Linked DNA regions of Bombyx mori: region 2 is linked to region 1. The links are chromatin contacts, called in public Hi-C maps. All regions are on one chromosome and are shown on one strand. Each heading gives the region's core, a stretch centred on a gene start, on an enhancer-like site or on the middle of the called end of the contact. The rest is flanking DNA. Distances are from core to core; before and after follow the strand shown. Region 1 has its middle 16 kb from the start of BmEts2. Region 2 has its middle 5.6 kb from the start of LOC134199995.

What was found. A called contact is a pair of places that touch in the nucleus more often than the background predicts.
Region 2: a Hi-C map of middle silk gland shows a contact between it and region 1, with 1.8 times the contacts expected there. The contact joins two enhancer-like sites. A contact is called at or near these places in 3 of 7 Hi-C or Micro-C datasets (middle silk gland and whole pupa).

The regions. Positions count from the first base shown.
Region 1 is chr13:10,470,094-10,472,733 of ASM3026992v2, forward strand. No RefSeq gene overlaps it. Among protein-coding and RNA genes, the nearest start is that of BmEts2, 16 kb to the left of the region's middle. Within about 2 kb of position 1,353, at least 2 of the 8 cell types and tissues checked have open chromatin away from gene starts, as enhancers often do.
Region 2 is chr13:10,525,642-10,528,281 of ASM3026992v2, forward strand. No RefSeq gene overlaps it. Among protein-coding and RNA genes, the nearest start is that of LOC134199995, 5.6 kb to the left of the region's middle. Within about 2 kb of position 1,295, at least 8 of the 8 cell types and tissues checked have open chromatin away from gene starts, as enhancers often do.

The DNA.
Region 1 (2,640 bases), core at 103-2,602:
CAGAGAAAAGTACATGTTGCCATTGGGTGTAGGTCCAATGTCCATATTTACGTGCAAATGCCAAACGAGCATTTCTATGTTCTTTCTTCAACAACGGTCCTTTGCGAGCCACTCTTCCGAACAACCCTGCTTCTACCAAACGTCGTCGAACGGTTCTCGCAGATACACCGGCTCTTTCGTTTGCCCCAAACACTTCGTGTTTAATTAAAATAGAGCCTAGAAACGGATCTTTCTTAGCTAACCTGGTTATCATTCTATCTTCTTGCGGAGTCGTTTTTCTCGATCTTTTTGTTCTGAACACATTTAAAGCTGTGTTATAGCGCTTGAAATGTTGCACTGCATTGCATACCATAGTTTTTAAACAATTTAAATGTTGTGCTATCCTTCGGTATGACCAACCACGCTCGACAAACTTCATGATAATTTTTCGTAGTGTTGGATCGCAACTTTTATTTTGCCCATTTTTCTTCAAAATAATTCTCAAAACTTAAAATAAAAAATCTGGATTGCCGCCAAAACGACCACTAAACAATAAGAAAAGAAACAAAAAAGTATTAAAATTCCAATTATGAAATTAGAACGCAATACCTCAGTGTCCCTAATTAAATGGCCAGCCAGCATTCTTTGAACCAGTAGCACTATGATAATGTATCAGCTATACTGTAAAGAGGTTTAATGTTTAAGAAGTTGTTATTGTTTGTATAATCGCGCACATAAATGACTAATTACACTTACATGTAAAAGATATTGAATATTGCTAAGACTCGTTGGAAAATAAAAAAAAAATTCACAATTTGGCTTAACTAGAGATCGTCCCTAATTAGTTGACCACGACTGTATATATTCATATGTGTACTAGTGGTCGAATTGAGATTATCACATCGAAATAATAGGTAAGTAGAATACAACCTTTTTAAACTTGGTAAAAGCTTGTTTATTATTGTTATTAATTCCTTTGGAATAAACATTTACTAACTACATTGTTAATTAGTAATTATAGTAATGTAGTGTAATAAATTATACCTAAGTAGAAAACGTATGTATTAAGTTTTATATGTACACTAGCTGTACTCGCCCGCTTCGCTGGGCATTTAAAATTAACATTATTATTTATTGTCATTATTATTAGGGAGTCCGACACTCATATAAATATTAGCCTATCCATTAAGTACATGTATTTTCTACATGAATACCAAGTTTCAAGTCAATCGGATGCATGGTTCAGTAGTTATAACGGTACATCCGTAAAAACCACTGTAGATTTATATATTAGTATAGGTACACACATACGAGTAGAGCGCCACATCTCGATTCAAGACAAACCGAGATGGTATAAAGCAGGAAGTGAAGTAGGAAAACGTAACGTCATCCAAGGTCGACACACGGCGAGTTTCATCCACCACTCACGCTCGCCATTCTCAGCAATGTCGCTTGTCAATTATCTATTGTTTTTCGATTTGAAACGATTTGGTGTATATTTGTGCTCTTTTTGAGTTTTGTGAATATTGATGTTTTCTGACGTAAACGTTTCATTACCCGTGTATTTTATTCTAAGTAATTTTTATTTATTTATTTATTTATTTATGTACACACAGAAAACAAGACACAGTACAGAGTAATAGGAAATTTATGTACAAAGGCACTGTTTATTTCTTTGAGAAATCTCTTCCAGCAGACCTGCGAGAGGATAATGAGAATAATAATAAAAAGTGATGAGTTTGTGTAGAACAAATAACACATAACTAAAATAATAAATACAACATGAGAATTATAGCACATACACATAGCAAATATTATAAGTAACACAGTAACACTCGTATATGCGAAGAGTATAGAACCATGATCATTCGGTTCGGTTACTTTAACGCAAACACCTTTTCGGGAATAAACCATCCCGCAACCCACGGATTTCTAATTTAAACTAAATGCCTATTTATATCTAAGACAATAATTTTAATTTACTTTGAAACCATTAGTAGATGTAAATATTTTTTTTCAATAAACTTTTACCAGATCATTACAAAAATATATAGCTTACAATAAGAGTTATGAGCCCTTGCTCGGTTTTAGTAGGTATTATCCGGTCTAGCAATGGATAAACAAACTACTAACACTGTTCCTATAAAAAACACGCCAATAAAATGCGCCAATAAAAAAAAACTAGCGATCACTTTTATTCTTACCAAACTGAAGGCAGCGTTTGTGGTACACAATGGATATGAATTTCGTTCAGCTTAAATATTAACTTCCTAACAATGAGAAACATTATATTCACAAGCACAGAGCTTCTTCACTTCCGAACAAAAGAGTGTAAAAGAAACGAAATAAGTGGTAAACAGCCGTTCTTTTACTGGAAGATGAAATAGATGTGTGGCTCAGTTGTGGCGCATCTCAGAATTTGAATGATCGTGATTTTTTTCATTCATTTACGGAATTAAAAGTTAGATCTTAAGAAAAGATCTTGCATTAATTTAATTTTATATTTATTTCTAATTGAAAGTTCACTCTTAACAATATATTTTTCATTCATGACGTCTTGAATCAATAATTTAATAGTATAAAACAATAATTTTGTTGTTTACGCTTATTATAATATTTATCCATTTCACTGGTCCAGCAAATTTTGCTGCCGCAAGTCAC
Region 2 (2,640 bases), core at 45-2,544, 55 kb after region 1:
ACTAATACTATATACTGAGACCTTAGAACTCATTTCTCAAGCTGGGTGGCGGCATTTACATTGTAAATATCTATGGGCTCCGGTAACCACTTAACACCAGAGGGACTGTGAGGCCACCTATCTATGCAATAAAAAATAAATAAATAAAACTACTGCTAATAATGTACAATAATTAACCGTTCAAGGGTGATGCACCGTCCAGATTCACTATCAATTGAGGTCAACGATAGCAGAATTATTACTGTATTGTCACAAGCAGAACCTAGCAATTGTGCGTATCATTTACAATACATACCATTGCTAAGTGCTTCTGTTCGTAAGACTGGGCTGTGTTTAGAGGCCGCAACGAGCTGGTAGCAACCTTATTTTGCCGAATCAGTAAATGGTTCGGAAGGCGCATCATAAAAAAAAATTGTTTAGAATTTGAGAGTGTTTATCGGACTGGAAACTTATTTCAATATAATGAATTAAAAAGTGTTGAGTGCTGCAACGTAATTTATCAGTTTTTACTTTTAATTATAGCCCTTATATTCAAATCTGTAGAGATATTTAATAAGCTATAAAATATCCAATGTATGTAACTAATGTAATAAATAAATAGTAATCACGCGTCAGCTGTAACTAACGAAGACAGTTAAACGTATCTAGTAGTTTATTATCGTATGGTTACCCTCCACTTCTTGTAACGTCAGAGAATATGAACACAATGTAGTATGTACACACGTGTGCCGTCGATCAAGACAAGTGCACTGACATACAACGGTTCAATTCTCGGAATCGGGTTAATTCTGTGTGTGACGTCAGCGACCGCCGCGCCGAGCCGAGCGCGCTTCCTCGTCGGATGGAATACGACTCGAGAGTAATTAATAGCTGAATTCGTTTAGTTCCTGACTTGACGGTTGACTGTTTCAAAATGAATAATAGTAGTTGTCTCGGTGTTTCGTGCTTGTGGACGTAACTGACGTCGTTTCCGTCTTTTTTTGTGAATATTTAAGTTCACGAACTTAACTATGATCATAATTGATTCAAAGTTCATAAACAATAGATGTTAATTTCGTTCGGGTGTTTTATTGATTGTTTATATTCTTGAATTACATATATTGAGTTTACTGACTGACGAATCTAATATATTCCATTCTGATTTATCAGTTTTATTAAGCATACCTACATTTTTACTTAAATAATTGCGTGATAATATTCTTTAAACATTAAAATGTTTTGCATTGTTATTGAAAGAGCTCCTTTCATTGTATACGTCGACAGATGTTGCAATAATTTGGGTCGGCACGAGTACGCGCAGCGGGATGTCCGATGTATGTACTCATTACTTGGCGCAAGTCAATGCGCTTTGGGCGATGGGACTATTTCCCCTTTTCAAATAATGATTTACTTACTACAGTTTACTTGTTCCATTTATTATAAGCGGACTATTAAGACAAAATCATTAATAACATAATAATTTACTAATATTGTACCCCCCTCCTGGCTGAGCCTTTGCTCGCCCACCTGTCTAAAAACTAGTTATTAATCTTTATTCTTTATTCTAAAAAAACTAGTCTTTTTCTAACACAGCGTTGGAGTTCAGAGCATATAAAACTATAAAATATATAATCTAATGTTTTTATTAGATTCACTCATACTCACACTCTCACCAATAATCGATTACAAAAAAATTAAAAGATCCAACTTTCTCTGATTGGAACCACATGACGTCGTTGAACGACAAAATAAATTAAAAAACAATCAACAGATCATTTAGAAACAACAAAAAAAAACCTTTTAAGGCTCACTGCAACCGAGACATTTGCTCCTGAACGAACTTCAAAGCCGAGAACCAGTCACGTGTGTATATTACAGTAACGACACATTTCTAAACTCAAATTTCATAAGGGCGTAAACGTTAAAGTTTTGGTTTACGTTTTGAAAGGTGGAAGATACCCGTTGCGTGGGAAAGCTCTCTGAGGTCAGGTGGCACCGGCAGCACATGTGGTACACTCCTGTTCGAATGTTTTAAAAATGTTTATCGATATACAAATATAGGTGACGAACTAAGATTAGGGCGCTGCGTCGCGGGGGAGTACAAGCTGGCCTGGTGGTCTCTTAACAATAACATACCGTTATCTTAGTTAGTTATGACGAACGTTTACGACAGTGCACTGGGGAATCAACATGTGGTGTTAATGAAATAACCGCAGAATAAAATCCTCATAGATTGAGCTCTCCTGCACGGAGTAGTTGATTGCGCTCTGAAATTTTATGTTGTTTGTTTTTTATTTAAATATAATACACAGTATCAAAGTTAAACCTCATATTTGAGTCGTCTATTATCAAAGGTGGCAATCTGTGCATTTGGACAAAAAAATGTTATTGATATGTCAATACAGATTGATTTGAATATAATCGTCTCCTTCAAAGAATACGGTTCAAAACCTGCATTAAATAAAGGTTAATAATTAACCTGTAATTTATCTAAGATGTGGTTCAGAAGAGTTTTGTGACTGCCAATGGAATACAAAGTCAATAATTCGTTTTTCTGATTTACCAATAATTGTCCAAAAGTCACATTGCCGGCTTTAATAATAGTCGACTCATTTATCGTTTTCAAATTAGGATCCCTCCACATATTTTCACTTTGTTTCG